Regions from separate parts of the Oryctolagus cuniculus genome. Here region 2 is linked to region 1. Evidence: chromatin contacts called from public Hi-C data. All regions are on one chromosome and are shown on one strand. Each heading gives the region's core, a stretch centred on a gene start, on an enhancer-like site or on the middle of the called end of the contact. The rest is flanking DNA. Distances are from core to core; before and after follow the strand shown. Region 1 holds the start of CDH23 (cadherin related 23). Region 2 overlaps CDH23 (cadherin related 23).

Region 1 (7,957 bases), core at 3,904-6,403:
CCTCCTCGTGAGGGAGGCCATTTGGTGTTCCTGGGGTGCAAGCATGCTGATGGGGAGATGCCCCTTCCTGCAGGAGGCCTGCCCAGGGCCAGCCTGGACCACACGCCCTCTCCCCCACCTTTAGCTCCACGTGCTCCTGTCCCTCCCTGCGCATCGCCAGCCCCCAGCCGATTCCCCGCCACCTACATGGAGCCCAAGGCACACCAGGCCCACACCTCCCGAGACTCCTTTCTCGCCTCTGCCCAGGGCACTCCTTGGTCCAGCCCCAGCACTGCACAGCCTGGAGCTGCTCGCCTGCCAGGTGCCCCCGTGCCTTTGCACACACAGTCGTCTCTGACTTAAATCCCCTTGCTGCCGATGTCAGCAGGGATGCTCATCTTCCCAGGCTCAGTATAAGGGGCCCCCACTCTCGGTTAGGGCGGGCTGCACCCCGCCTGCTGTCCCCTCTGTTGCTGCTGATCCTTGTCCTGCTGCTTCCGGCTGGTTTTGGGTTTTGTTTCTCTAGCTGGACTGAAGCTTCCCTGAGAACCAAAATTATGCCCTACATTGTGGGATGTTGTCTGTGCCTTCGGCACCCAGCCCGGAGCCCGCACACGGCGAGCCCTCCGGGAAGGCATGCCAGACAAATGGGCAAGGACCAGTCCCTGCTCTTAGGGGTCTTGAGACCCAGCGTACTAAAGACGGACCAGAAGCCACGGCGGGGTGTGGGTACAGGAGGCCCCGAGCGTGGAAGGAACCTGGACACCATGTCTGTCTTCTGCATGTCGTTTTCATCATGGGGGGGGGGGTCCCTGTAGCACTGCTGCCCTGCCATTGTCAGAGACTCGTCCCCGGGTCCACACCACGTAGGGGCCTCACGGTTTCCAGCAACAGAATTGCACCGCGCTGAACCAAGGTGGAACGGGACTGCTAGTTACACACTCTTAGTTCTAAATGCTGCGACTCTCCGTAAGGTTCAGAAATGACTGAAGCTTCTGATTGGCCAGCCCTGGCCATGGGGGCGGGCTCTATGGGCAGGAGGACCAGGAACCACCTTCCCTTTCAGCTTTGGCCTGGTCACAGGTCGTGTGCGGGGGTGCGCCCCCTACTGGCTGACGCTGGGTCCTGGGCAGTGAGTGTCTCTGGGGGTCTCTAGCATGGCCCCAGCCCTTTGGCTCTCCACTGCCAGGCTTAGAAGTTGACAGACAGGGCGGGAGAGGTCTCTGCCCCTGTGACACAGTGCCCCGCCCTCCTGATGGCCCAGGTGCTGGGGGAGGAGCCGGTGTTCCCCAGGGGAAGGGAGGCAGGGAGAACGGGCTGCCAGGCAGTGGATAGCCCAGATGTGGTTTGAAGAATGGAAACCCCAGGAAGAGAGGAAGGCTAGAATTCCAGCGCTTAATCTCCTGGAGACAGAAGCCTAGAATGTCTGAGACACCCGCTGGCTCAGGGCTCAGGGGAGGGAGGCGGCTTCCCCTTCCCCAGCTCTGAGCCGCCTGCCTTGGGTGCTTCATGTGCCGAAGAGCCAGAGTGCTTCAGGTCCCACAGTTCCCTGGGGAGGGTCCAGATGCGTGCCTCCAGACCCTGACATATGCTGTGCCCTCCACAGGGAGCACCCTCCTGCTTTGGCTGCCTGCACCGTGCAGACCCCAGCACTGACGTCCCTTGTCCAGGCAGCCTTCCTGGACTGAACCTCCTTGGGAATGAGTTACCCCACTCCTCCTTCGGCCACCTCTTGACTTTGCCACACTTGGCTTGCTGGGCTGTAATGGGTTTGTTTGCCTGCCTCTCGTTTGCACCAGGAGTGCCTCAAAGACAGGCTGGATGTCAGCACGAGTGCTCATCCCTAGTGTGCGGCCCTCGCTTGTCTCCCTGCTGCACCTGCCGCCTGACCCTGTGGGCTGTGACTCCCAAGCTCCGGGGTCTGCCGCCAGGTGGGAGATCTGGGGATGGAGGAGCCAGGACACCTCCTCGCACTCTGCTTTATTGGGCAGTGGCCACTCTCCTCTGTGGCCCTGGCCCCCATCGGACAGGTCCCCCAGGGGTTCCCACTGCCTGAGTTCACTCCTGGTGATACTGCCGCCGCCTCCTTTCATCCCTCCAGCCCAGGGCTGCCAGAGTCTGCATCTGTGAGCCCTGGGTTACCGCACCGCCCTGGTATCACATTGGACCTACGTTCACCCTGAAGCCCATGTGTGTGGCCCTCTCAGAGCAGGCAGAGGCTCCCTGACTGCCACCCTAGTGCCCAGCACGGTGTTGGCACAGAGCTGGCCCTTGACAATGCCACAGAGGCACGGCGTCCGTGTGGGGGGAGGGGCCAGTGCCCCTGAGCTCTGCGCTATGTTGTTCACAGGCCAAATTGCTCAGGGTCAGGGAGACGGTGAAGAATCAAAGAAGGCTGAAGAGTGGGAAGTGCTGTGATAGTCAACATTTTAATTTGATGACAGAGGAGCAGGCGGCCGAGAGAGGCTCAGTCAGTGTCCAGCCGTGCAGCGACGGGGCGATTGGAGCCCAGGACTCCTGGCCCCAGCACCCTGTCTGGGACTGTGACTGTCACAGACACTGAGACCATCGCTGCTGCTCCACCTGTGCCCCAGGGACACCTGCTCACCTCCTCCAGCGCCCCCTCCAGAGAGCCCCACCTCCGTTGTCATCCACGGCCAGGAACCTGGGCTGCCCCTTGACGCTCGCCTCCTCCTTAGCCTGGAACCCCTCCGTCTCCTAGCCCTATAGATGCGCACCTCCTGAAAGTCCCCTCTCTCCTCTGCCACCACCGCCCCTCCAGGTCCTGGCCACCAATCACCTGGATGGGTGCAGCACCACAGAAATGGGAGCTCCACGGGGCAGGGATTTGGACGTGTGCACGTGTGCGTGTGTGTGGTTCACTGATGTGGCTCAAGCGTCGAGACTCGATGGCGGGCTTTCCGGTCTCTGACCCGACGTCTGAGCTGTGCAGCCGTCACGGGCATTGGGTAGGTCTGTGTTCTGCTAACCCTTTGCACCGCACGGGAAAGGGCACAGATCCAGCTGTGGGCAGCAGACTCTGACCCCGCTCTAGAAGATGTGCTGGTGCAGTATCGTACCTGAGGAGTGTGCAAGCTGCTCATCGCGGACACAAACACCCCAGAGAAGCTACGTATCAAGGCTGGAGGTGTGTGGTTTTTTTTTTTTTTTTTTTTTTTTTTTTGCATATGATTTGGGGGTTTGCTGTGCAAGATTGGGTGGCGTCATTGGCCTGGCATCTGATGCGGGTACTGGAGGGAGGATCTTGTGGTGCTCCACGTGGTCGCCCATCCCCTGCTGCGTGATTGGGGGCCAGGAGCGCAGGCGCTGGCTCTCTAGTTGGTCTCTCCTGGTGCAGCACCCACAAGCCAATCCAATGCAGTCACTATGCAGGGCCCCACCCCCAGACGCACCCCTAGTCCCATAGTGTACGACTCTGGGGTGACACCTAAACTATCACCCATCCATGGTGGCCAGCAAATACTTTTAACTGAAGTCTCCTCTGGTCAGCTGCTGCTTCCGAGGCAACACCCAAAATCTTCCTACATCCAAATGATGATACTCCCTCCCCTCAGCCTCCACCCCACCCACCTGCTCAGGAGCCCTTGAGCTGAGGACAAAACCAACCCCTGATTAAGACCAGTGTGCTCTGCAGTCAGGCCCCTGCCTCCATGGTGGCCTTATGTTCCCTGTGTGTGCCGCCTGCCCCATCTCACTCCTCCCAGCACTGGGCCTTGGCACATGCCGTTTCTCCTGTCTAAAGGCCCTCTATTGGTCATCCTTAGGTCTCAGCTCAGTCACCTCCTCCAGGAAGTCCTCTCTAGGCCAGGCACCTCTAAAGCACTCTTCCTCCTGGCATCGATTCTAGCTGTAAGCTTACCTGTCTATGTGCTCCAATGCCTAGTGTCTGCACTGGAGGATTCCCACGAGACACAAGGGCCTAGCCTGTTGTCCACCTGCCGCACCCCCAGAAGCCACGTCACACTGCTGACTATGGATGGATGAATGCCCAGTGGTGAGGAACTGCAGCCCTGGAACCAGACAGAGGCAGAGTTCTAGATCCGCCACCACCACGGGCCCTGTTTCCTCACTGCAGCCTGGGGAGGAGGTTCCACAATGAAGGAACCTCCGGGAGACTCCGCCGGGGTCTGGCTCCAGGCAGCTGCTGACAATGTGCTGCCCAGGATGGCGACAGCTCCCACAGCTCCTGGAGCCTGCGGGTGAGCCCGAGCTAGAAAGATGCAGTGTTTAGCTCGGGTCGTGAAGATCCAGTGCGGGGAGCAGCCCCCCAAGAGGGTTACCCGGCAACTTGTCCCCAGCCCCCCAGGCCTCCCTCTCCCCTCCTTCTCTGAAAGCCACGAAGTCCTGTCCTTGTGGGAGAGCGCCGAGGGGCCAGGACGCAGGGGCCCGGCTGTAGGGTCTCCAGCAAGGGGCTCTTCCCGCCCCGAGTCGCCCATTTGCAAGCACTTGGAGGCCCTTTGCGCTCCGGTGAGGGAGGGGTGCAGGTGGGAGCCCAGGAGAGGCGCCTGGCAAAGGCAAAGGCAGCTGGTAGGAGCGAAGCGCTGGCCAAGCGGCCCCAGGGACGACAGGGACCGCTCGGCGACTCTGGAGCAGAGAGGGGGCGCTTAAAGCCAACAGATGGCTCGGGCTCACCTACGCCCGGCGCCCGCTCACTAGCTCGGCTTCCCGGGAGCTTTTCCTCGTTTGGCCCGAGGCGCGGAGCGGGCGGGAGGCTGACCAGGCCCCCACTGCTCCACGCGCCCCTCTGCGGGACAGCTGGTGGCCCTGCGGGGCGCGGCTCCGGCACGCACCTGGGGCCGCCTGCGCGGGCGTCCTCCCTGGCCCTTTGGGGGAATCGCCCAGTTGCCACAGCAGCCGGTGCCATGACATCGGCGGAGGACTGCTTTGCCAGCACTGAAATATTCATGCCCTGAGCGCCTGGCTGGGCTCCGCGCCGCTCCCGGGGGTCCGGGCGGGGCCCGGGAAGGAGCCGGGGGTCCCGGCAGCCCCCGTGGGTGGGGGCGCGGCGGAGCGCTGGCGGCGGGCGGGGACCGCGCGCGGGGCGGAGGGGAGCCGAGGAGCGTCAGGAGGCGGGGTCTGGGTGGCGGGGGCCGCGCGGGGCGGAGGAAGCGAGGGAAAGTTGATCGTGGACTTGAGCGGCGGCGGCAGCGGCGGCGGCGGCAGCGGCTCGGAGAGAAGGGCGCGGTGCTCGGCCCCAGGACGCGTCCGACGGCGGCCGGCCGCCGAGCCAGGAGGGGCGGGGCGTCCCGGCCCCGGGCATGGAGCGCGCGGCTGCTGAGCCTCGGGACATTTGGGGCGCGCCTCGTTCGAGCCCGTGGCGCATCTGAAGTTGCGGCCGGCGAGCGGCGAGCGGGCGGCCCGAGGGGACCCCAGAGCGGCCGGTGCGCAGCGGATGAGCCTTCGCGCCGGCAGCGAGACGCGGTGGTGGCCGGGGCCCGACCAGGCGGTCCGCGGGGGCCGATCCGGTGGAGAGCAGAGCCCGAGGCGCGGCGCGGCGCCGCTCCGCACAAGCACACGGTACCCGCAGCCGCGCACCGCCCTTCCCTTCCCGCTTCCCTCTCCTTCCCCCCGCCGGGAAAGTTGGAGCCGCGGGGTCGAGACCGCAGCCGTGGAGCCACTGGTGCCCGGCGTGGCCGTCGCCCGCGGCGGGCTCTGGCCCCAGCCCCGCGCTCCGCGTCCCGCTCGGAGCCCGTTGCCAGACACGCGGCAACTTTGATTCCCGGGAACTCGAATTCCCTCCGCGTTGGCCTTGGGAGGACGCGCACCCATCCCTGCCCGCTTCCTGGGAGAGGGAGCCCTCGGGCGCCCTGCTCCCCGGGTATTGGAGAGGGTGCAGGATGGCGGAGGGTTTCGGGGTGCAGAGGGCGCTGGGATCCAGTCCCATCCCCTTTGAGCTCTGGTCCCCGTTTGGACGACGGAGATGGGGTGGGGCGCACCCCCACCGCAGGGTGGGCAGCAGCGCTGAAGGGACCGAAAGTCACGTAGACCTCCCCGTTCCTCCCCTCCCCTTCCCCCCCCCCTTTTCCCTCCCTACCCCTCCCTACCCCTCCCCACTCAAGGCCCGCGGGAGACTCCCAGGGAACCCCTGCAGCCTCCCCAGTTCTGCCTGGCCTTGGAGAGACGCGCCCCTCATGGAGCCGGGAGCCTCGTGCGGCCGGCGGCGCGTGGCCTCTCCAGCCCAGGGGTTGGTACGCTCTGGGCAGTACTGGTTGTCCCCAAGGCCTCGCGCTGGGAGCGCTGCCCTTCCCTCCTTGGCGGGTGAGCCCGGGATGCGTGCAGAGCCCGCGCATTCCGTATGGTGGTGGCGGGGCCACCCCGCGGCACCTGGCGCTTTGCTTTCCCGGGGCTGGCACGTAAGGCTGCCGCCTCCGGCGTGCATAGGTCTGTGCCCTCGCGGCTGACCGCCGCCCCGCCGGGCCCCAGCCCCGTCAGCCGCCCACTGGGAGGAAATTAGCCTTTCAGGGTAGTGATGTGCCCCCACTCTCCGCCGCAATTCGGAAAGCAGAGCCTGTGCCCCTGCACACAGCATTTTGCCCTCTCCTTCCCGTCCTCGGCGGCTGCCCCCGCCCCAATCTGGATTTTGAAATCAGCTGGAGAGACCTTTGAGGACGGGTTCCGTGGAGTCAAACCCTCACCTGGGGGAGAATTTCTTTGATGGGTGGGGGTGGGCTTGCAGAGCCTGGTGGGGGCCAGGTGCAAGGTGTGGATGAGTCAGCCCGCAGTGGTGGTGAGAGCTGGTGCTGGCCCAGAGGTCAGATCAGCTCATGGTGCAGGGGTAGGCGCACTGCGGTCAGCACCCACGGGGGTGGGGGCACCCGATGTCACTCTGCAGAGCAAGGGACCCCTGGCTGGGGGATTAGCAGCCTTGGTGCTGTTGCCTAGGGCTGGGGACAGTAGGAAGGCAGGGTGTCAAGTGGCAGAGAGCGAGCGTAGCCTGTGGGCTGGGGAGGTGGCACTGGAGGAGTGATGGGTGTGACTGGGGAGAGCCAGGAGGGGCAGGCGGCCGCTGGCCTTCTCTGTGCTACACCCTGTGCACCTGCCTCAGCCTTCCTGACCCCAAACAGCTGGCATCGTCACATCGGCTTACCCGAGGGTGACAATGGCAGAGCGTTTTGGTCACCTCCCACCTAGCTCCCTGCCCAACGTGCTCCGTACCTGCCACATCACCGTGTGAGGCTCATTCCTTTGAGCTGAACATTTTGAAAGGCACCTTTCTGAGTGCTTGTTCGGAGTGCCCATTCTCCTGGAAGCGGAAGGTCTTCTGGAAGCTTGCTTCTTCGAGAGCGGTCTGTGCACCTGCCGCGTCAGCAACCCGTGCGAGGCAGAGTTGCAGAAATGCAGAGTCTCAGGCCCCTCCCCGGCCTTCTGATCTTGAGTTTGTGTTTGATAAGGTCACTGAGAGAGGTGTGTGCTCTGGTTCACAGTGTCTTAGAGGGGGTGAGCTTTTCTTTTTGAAAAGTTTATTTACACCTTCTGTAAAGGGAAGGGGAGGGAGGGAGGCCAGCAGCAGCATCCCACATGGGCTCCCGTGCGAGTCCCGGCTATTCCACTTCCGATCCAGCTCTCTGCTATGGCCTGGGAAAGCAGTAGAAGATGGCCCAGGTCCTTGGGCCCCTGCACCCATGTGGGAGATCTGGAGGAAGCTCCTGGCTTCAGCGCTGGCCGTTGCAGCCATTTGGGGAGTGAACCAGTGAATGGAAGACCCTTCTTTCTGTCTCTGCCTCTCTCTCTCTGTAACTGTACCTCACCAAAAAAAAAAAAAAAAAAAAAAGAAAGAAAGAAATCCACCCGTGGTGTCTTGGGGCTGGGGGCTGTGGGGGCTGTTGCCTGCTAATGCCGCCATCAGGTTGTTTGTTTTGAGGTCCTTGAAACAGACTTGCCTGTTGGCTCAGCTTCCTGTGTGCTTCACAGGCATGGGGGACAGGGCTCCAGAAATGGGGCTGCAAACCTAGCTCCT
Region 2 (7,957 bases), core at 3,085-5,584, 180 kb after region 1:
TCTGAGGTTGAATCCAGAGCAACTGCGGACATGCAGCTGGTTCTGATCCAGCCCAGCGGCACAGGGCTTCTAACAGATACAGCACGTCCTGCAGTCGGGGTCACTGACCTTTCTCTGCCAAAGGCCACAGTAGTCCGAGAGGCAAGTCAAGGCCACTGTGTCGCCACTTCTCACCAAGAAAGAGAGCACATTTTCACCAAGATGTCTGAGTTCAAAATATAGTAATACTTGCGTATAGTTTTTTATGCTCCAGGTCTGCTAATGAGAATGGAGTTTGGAGGTGGGGACGGGCAGGGGTGACGTTTTACTTCACTAGGGCTCTCGGGCAGTATTAGCAGACTTCAGAGCAACTGCGAAGGGACTCATCTCTAAAACCCCGGCTTGGTGCCAGCACGGTGGCCCAGCAGCTCCCACTGCCGCCCGGGTTGCTGGCTTCCCATACCCGCGCCATTTCAAGTCCCCGCTGCTTCACGTCCAATCCAGCCCCCTGCTAATGTGCCTGGGAAGGCAGCTGAAGATGGCCCAAGTACTTGAGCCCCTGCACCCACGAGGGAGAACCAGATGGAGTTCCAGGTTCCTGGATGTGGTCTGGCCCAGGCCTGGCTGTTGCAGCCATCTGGGGAGGAAACCAGCAGATGGAAGATTCTCTCTGATGCTCTGCCTTTCAAATAAAAAAAATAAATAAAATGTTTTTTAAAAAATCCACAAAGCCATTCTTAGCTTGCAGGCCGCCCAGAGGCAGAGGGAGTGGGGCCTTGGCTCCTGTGGCGATATGCGGCACCCACGGCTGGCCGCTTCAGCTGCCTCTGGCATTGGTCTGATTCCCAGTTTCCAGTCAGTTCCAGAACCTGCACACCTGTCCTCCGGTCACTGGGGCTTCCCATGCTGGGAACGGCCCTGCCCTAGCCGCTGAGCGCCCGCCAGGCACGGGGTCCGCAGAGTTTGGGGGCCTGGGGCCTGCCCTGCCTTGACCCAGGCTGGAGGGCTGGGTTGTGTCATGCGCTCTGAGACGTGGCTGCGGCCCTGACCGCGCAGGGGCAGCTAAGGGCGTGGGGCCGCTTCGCGACGTTTGTACGAAGGTGGAACTGAAACCTGCGTGTATCTGGGTGGGAAGATGTTTGAGATCAGCCTAGTGTGTCCATGTAGGGATTCACCAAGAACTTTTGGAGACCCCTCATCTGCACGGAGTTTCAGAAGTTTGCGTCAGAGTAAGCTCCTCCCTAGTGCCACTTTGCAGGAGCCCTTAGATGTACCCTCTGGCGGTGAGTGTTCGGCTGATCGTGAGCTCGTGAACACCCCCTGAAGGAAGGTGCAGCTGGGCAGAGCAGGGAGGAGCCTGCTCCATCCTGTCCACCTGCCTGTCCTCCCCCACCATGACCACACCACCATCCCTCTCTCTACAGCCCTCCCTCCTCTAAAGCTGATCTCCAGGAAGTCTTCCCCAACTACCTGACCACATTCTTGCTTAGCTGATGGGAGAGGGTTGGTTGCCCCCTCTGTCTGCCGCATTCCTAGTGGGGAGATGAATGTTTACCCAGCAGCCCGGCTTCCATTTCTCCCAACCCACCATTCCCAGGCCTCCTCCCACACCAGTGTCACCCCTGGCATGGCCCCTGGGTGGGCTTGGGTGTTCACAGCCATTGTTTCCTTTGCCCAGTCTCTCCCTCCCCGTCATGGTGATCCTGGAATCCCTGGATCACAAGATTGATGAAGTGGTCGGCACTGAACTGGCCCCTGGGCCGCTCTTGGTTCTGTCCGCCATGCATAGCCCTTTCCCAACCTGTGAGCAGTAGATGGTTGCGCCCCCATGTGGCTGGGTTTCAGAAAGCGCTGGAGGCCAAGCCTTTGGGATCTGGGCCAGGAGGGAGCCGGCAGGAGCTTAGAGGGGAAGGAGGTGATGACTGGCACTTCCCAGCCCTGCCGGCCCCGCCCGCCCCTCCGCCCCACGGTCCCTCCCTCACCGCGGGGACATTGGGCCACGGAGGTCAGGTCTTTGTTTGAAGGACAGATAATTAATCCCACAAAGTAATCCCCGGCACACTCTGGCAGATTTATGGACATCGCCGCTGTCCCAGGAACTCTGCCTTATCATCTTTCATTTCCCAGGCGGAGCGAGTGACTTGTTATATCACAGGCCCCACGCCACGCGGAATTTCATTTAGGGAGTGCTCCAGGTGGAGGGAGATTGATAACCCAGTCCCCGGGCGCCACGCCATGGAGCGGGTCGGAGCACAGAGGCACCGCCAGCCTCTCCCGTGCCCCCCACACCCCGGCTCGTCTCCAGCCTCCTCCCCAGGAGGCCCCGTTTCCCACCAGCCTCACCCATCACAGGCCATGGGTTCCAGCCTTCATCTAGCCTGACCCTCCCAAGTCACAGGTGAGAAGACAGAGGCCAAGGCAGAGAGGGGCCAGGTCTCCAGGCTGCTCGGCCCGACTGTCCCCTCCTCCCCACTCCCCCTCTGCTCTGCCCGAAGCTGCCCCACAGGAAGCTGTCAAGGACTGTAGTGAGGGGTGGGGACTCCTGGGACACCCGCCATGGTTCTGCTCAGAGCCTGCCTTCCACAGGGAAGGGGAGCAGGGGCTGGCAGCTCACCACCAGGGAGTGAGGGAGGAGGGCGTGGCCTCAAGGTCAGGGCAGCTGCTTCTGGCCTGCTGGCTCCGCCTGCAGCTTGCCGGGCAGCTCGAGTTAATTTTATTATTCATGAATATTTATCAGGCACTTTGCATACACCGGCTGCTGAGAGTATAACCATGAACAAGACAGGCAAGGCTGTTGCCCTTGAGGAGCTTACAGTTGAGTGAGGATGACAGGAGAAATAATCAAATAGATTAGTGAGTGAGATCATTTTGCAGAGTGACAACTGCTTGTAAGAAAATCCAGTGGGCATGTGATGGGAATGACTGAGCTGGGGTGACCTAGCGGGGCTGCTGGGGACGGCCTGTTTGATGTGGGGACACTGAGCCTTGGTGCAGCAGGCAGCCACGCGGGGCTGGGGAGGGGAAGTGCTGCAGGCGGGAGAAGCAGCACATGCAAAGGCCCTGAGGCAAGGACAAGCTGGGTACATTTCAGAAACAGGAAATTAGGGGAAAGCATTTTTTTTTTTTGATGGGACTGTCACATGGCAGGGAATGGGTGAGGCACAGGAAGTGAAGCCACAGAGCTGGCCCAGGACTGACCACTCAGGGGTCTGCAGGCCAGGGTGCGAGAGTGGGATTTGCATCTGTGCAGGGAAGACACTGATCTGTGCTGGGTATTTAGAAGGCCTGCTTCATGGAGAATGGGTGGAGAAGTGGCTAGAGGAGGGTGGGGGGTGTCCAAGAAGCCAGCGTGGGGACAAGCAGAGGGAAGAGCCGAGCGTGCATCCCACTGCCCACTTCCCACGTGTGCGTCCCCCTGCCCAGCCACTCGCTTTTCCCGGCCGCTGCCAGCTCCCGGGGCAGCCGCACGTCTGCTCTGGGGCCCTGCCTGCCACTGGAGAAACACCAGGCCTCACCCGCTCTCCCCACCCTCCACCCCAGACCGACACGGAGGAGACCAGGCTCTCTCCTGGGCCAGGCTGGAGCTCCTCCTCCATCTACCGCCCTGGGAGACCAGGGTGGGCACAGGCTCCGGGCACAGCGCAGGGAGCGGGGGGTGTGGCTTGGCAGCATGTGGGCAGCCCCCAGCATCACCCTCGCCCATGGGCAGGCCGGGTTGGCAGGGACCGAGCACACAGGGCTGGCTCCTTCCTGGGGCTCACACCCGGTCCTCAGTAAGGAGAGCCACGGGCAGCCCTGGGGAGGAGGCTGCCTCGGCTGCTGCTGCCGGGAGGGCGCAGGTTTGGAAAGCAAAGGTTGTCCGTCCTGGCCCAGTTGGGAGTGGGGTTTGGGCCTTGATGCTCTGCTCGGTGCCGGGACCGTGCCAGGAGCTCCCTCCGCCAGCAAAGGTTCGCTTCCCTTTCCGACGGGCGCCTAGAGTCTCCAACTTGCCAAAGCTGCTCTCTGCCTCGAGCAGGATCCGGGGCTCCCCCCGCCCCTCCAGGGCTGCCTGTGCAGTGCACACAGCTGGGAGTCGGGGTGCAGGGAAGGGCCCTCTGGGCTGGCGGGCTTCCCAGAGAAACTGCCTGCCTGCCTGCCTGCCTGCCTGCCTGCCGGGTGAGCGGGGCTTGGGGTCCCAGGCCCGAGAGCCCCTGTGATGGAGAAGGCCCCCAGGCCACCCGTGCTGAGGGTGGCCCCGCGGCAAGACCCTGAACCCCGACCTGTAGCTGCTGTGTCTCAGGAGAGCGGCCAGCGGTTGGGAAGGACCTTGGCTGCTGAGCCGAGTTCTCCCTGGCTGGAGAGCCAAGGCCGTGGCACTCGGTCCAGGCTCTCGCTGGCTCAGCAGGAGCCCTGCCCGGGGAGCCAGGTGCTGGGAGACATCCGGCTGGCAGGGCTCGGTCACTGAGCGGCCTCTGAATGCATCCTGGGTGTGGGCCCTGGGCAAGGGGCCATGGACACGCAAGAGGCCAGGCTGCTGGGAAGACACAGCCAGTGCCCTCAGCCATCACAGCAGCCCTGGACCCCTGGCTCTCATCCAAGAAGCTGGGCTGAGTTCCCTGGCGAAGGTGAAGGAGTGAATCCCTAGGGAGGACAGGAGCCGTGCAGCACACCCGTGGGCCCACCATCCCCACCCCCGTGTTTGCTGACCCTTTGTCACGTTTGTTTCTGGTCTTTTGTTTTTAAGATGTGTTTATTTTTTTGAAAGAGTTAGAGAGAGACCTTCCATCTGCTGGTTCACTCCCCAGATGGCTGCAACAGCATGAGGCTGGGCCAGGCCAAAGCCAGGACCCAAGAGCTCCACACGGGGAGCCAGCATCGCAGGTGGCAGCTTTACCCGCTGTGCCACGCGCTGGCCCTGCTTCGGGTCTCTGCTCCCTGCAGAGGAAGCTGAGGGCGCCTGTTCTTCCGTCTCATTGGCTTCGGGGCCTGCACTCTGGGGACTCCGTGGTGGGGGTGAAGGCCTCCCCCCTTCAAACAGGGGATCCCCTGGGCGCGCGATTGCATGGTGGTTAGGTCGCCCCTCGGGGCGTCTCCTTCCCTACCCCAGTGCCTGACCTGAGTCCCAGCCCCTCCTCCACTTCCCATCTGGCTTCCTGCTGGTGCTCACCTGAGAGGTAGCAGGTGGTGTCTTGACTACTTGGGTTCTTCCCACCACGTGGAAGGCCCGGATCGAGTTCCTGGTTCCTGGCTTTGATGTGGCTCAGTCCTGGCATTGGGGAATGAACAAATAAATGGGAGATCGATTCTCTCTCTCTCTCTCTCTCTCTCTCTCTCTCTCTCCCCCCCCTCTCTCTCTCCCTCTCCCTCCCTCCCTCCCTCCCTCCCTTTCTGTCTCCCCCTCCCTCCCTCCCTCTCTCTCTCTCCCTCTCAGTCCTTTCTTTTTCAAAACAAAAACCAAGTTTTAATGGGATTCCTGACCTGAATGTGGACTGCATCTTATATGATGTTGAGGAATCATTTCTTTTGTTTAGTGTGGTGGGGCATGTTTGATTGCGTTTTTAAAAGTCTTTCTGAGAGGGACTGGCACTGTGGCACAGCAGGTTAAAGCCACCTCCTGCAGTGCCAGCATCCCACATGGGTGCCGGTCTGAGTCCCGGCTGCTCTGCTTCCCATCCAGCTCCCTGCTAATGCACCTGGGAAAGCAGCAGAGGATGGCCCAAGTCCTTGGACCCCTGCACCCATGTGGGAGACAGGGAAGAAGCTCCTGGCTTCAGATCAGCTCAGCTCCGGCCGTTGTGGCCATCTGGGGAGTGAACCAGAGATGGAAGACCTCTCTCTCTCTACCTCTCTCTGTAACTCTGTCTTTCAAATAAATAAAATAAATCTTTTTAAAAAAGTCTCTCTGAGAGATGTATGTGGTACTTTTAAATTTTATTTGAAAAGCAAAGAGAGAAAGAGAGACTGCCAACTGCTGGTTCACTCCCCAGATGCTCACAGCAGCTAGGACTGGGCCGGGCCAAAGCCAGGAGCCAGGCATTCAGCCTGGGTCTCCCCAGACGTGGCAGGGACCCAAGTCCTGGGGCCAGCGCTGGCTACCTCCTGCCTCCTGCCTCCTGCCTCCTGCCTCCTGCCTCCTGCCTCCTGCCTCCTGCCTCCTGGGGTGAGCATTAGCGGGAAGCTGGAGTTGCTAGCAGAGCCAGGATTCTAACACAGGCAGTGCACTGTGGGATGTGGGCATCCCAAGCAGGATCTTAACCACAGGCCCAGCCCTACGTACCGTGTTTTTTAAGTGAACTGGAGTTTTCTCTGACAACCCTGTGAAACACTTGGTGTCTGTGTGGAGGGGTGATCTTAAAATAAGGTTGGAAAATTTGCGGATGCCTGTGGAACCCTGGCAATGGGTACATCCTAGGGGACCTCACAAAGTCCCCCAGGAAGGGAATGAAAAGGTTCGGTGCATTTTCCATGAACTTTTTAAGTCACCTTGTAGGGCTCCGTGGTGTTCTGAGCTCTGTATGTGTGTTGGAAATTTTCTGTAGCAAAAAGCTTTTTTTTTTTTTTTTAATTTGACAGGTAGAGTTATAGACAGTGGGAGACAGACAGAGAGAAAGATCTTCCTTCCATAGGTTCATCCCCCAAATGGCCACTACAGCCGGCGCTGCACCGATCCAAAGCCAGGAGCCAGGTGGTTCTTCCTGGTCTCCCATGTGGGTGCAGGGCCCAAGCACTTGGGCCATCCTCCACTGCCTTCCCAGGCCACAGCAGAGAGCTGGCCTGGAAGAGGAGCAACTGGGACAGAACCCGGCGCCCATATGGGATGCCAGTGCTGCGAGGCAGAGGATTAACCAAGTGAGCCACGGCACCGGCCCCACAAAAAACTTTTTTAAATGTGTTCCCCAAAGATTCCAGGGGACCAGAGGCTGCCCTGGGACCCCTATGGCCTGTGGCCTAGCCCAGCACCCAGACTTGAGCCAAACCTGACACCTACGCGTTTGCCACCGTCTTGCCTCAGACTTGCTGTGTGGTGGTGGCCGAGTCACTCCCCACCTCTGGGGAAGTCTGAACCAGATGGCTCTTAGTCCTGTGGGCTCTCCATCTCTGACACTCCTATGCTCAGGTGCGCCCCCTGGAGGGCAACCACGGAAAGGGCGCCTTTAGCCCTTCATTCTTCCCCTGCGGATGGCTTGTAGAAAAGGGTTCTGTGTCCAGGTGGTGGGACAGACACTGGTGGCAGTGTCTGTGTCCCGGCTGCCCGCAGTGCCCATTAGCACACTAAGGCCCTGACAAGTCCTGCAGTGATGAATGCTTGCTTGACATTTCCCAAATTTCTTTGAGCACAAAAAAAGTGTGTTATTTATTTACTTGCAAGGCAGAATGACAGAGAGAGAGGGAGAGAGACAGACATGGAGAGAGAGATCTTCCATCCAGTGGTTCACTCCCCAAATGGCCAGAACAGCCTGAGCTAAGCCAGGCCAAACCCAGGTGCTTCATCCAGGTCTCCCACGGGGGTGGGGTGGCCCAAGCACTTGGGCCATCAGCAGCCGCCTTCCCAGGCCGTCGGCAGCAAGCTGCGTGGGAAGCAAAGCAGCCGGGACTGGAGCCAGTGCTCAGGTGTGGAACGCCAGCACCTCTGGGAGTGGCTTGACCCGCTGTGCCACAAACCAGCCCCCACAGCACTTTTTTTTTTTTAAGCTTGCCTTACACCCCTGGCATCAGAGTTCCCAGGGCACCCAGGCCTCCCTGCTCTCCTACGGGCTCCAGACCCCGAGGCAACTTTGCGTCTTTCCTTGTGAGCAGCAAGGGGCTCACTGGTTTCCAGCAGAGCCCAGCACCTGCGATGCCTCCCACGCTGCTGGGCGCCTCTGTCCTCAACTAAACACACAGAGTACGCCTCAGTCCCTTCCTGGCCAGAACCAGCCGCCTTGCCATCCTGCTCTGGGTCACTGCCCAGATGCCCAGAACAATCCTACCTGCCTGGTGGAACCTTCTAGAAGCCGTG

The links. A called contact is a pair of places that touch in the nucleus more often than the background predicts.
Region 2: a contact with region 1 is called in a Hi-C map of an unstated tissue, with 4 times the contacts expected there. The contact joins the enhancer-like site here to the promoter of CDH23 in region 1. A contact is called at or near these places in 2 of 6 Hi-C or Micro-C datasets (ear pinna and an unstated tissue).

What each region holds. Positions count from the first base shown.
Region 1 is chr15:62,688,624-62,696,580 of mOryCun1.1, forward strand. It overlaps CDH23 (cadherin related 23), which reads left to right and starts at 5,154. Exons shown (of 68, transcript XM_051823796.2): 1 at 5,154-5,517.
Region 2 is chr15:62,871,672-62,879,628 of mOryCun1.1, forward strand. The region is part of intron 9 of CDH23 (cadherin related 23); the gene reads left to right. Among named protein-coding and RNA genes, the nearest start is that of C15H10orf105, 98 kb to the right of the region's middle. Within about 2 kb of position 4,335, at least 1 of the 8 cell types and tissues checked has an H3K27ac peak or open chromatin away from gene starts, as enhancers often do.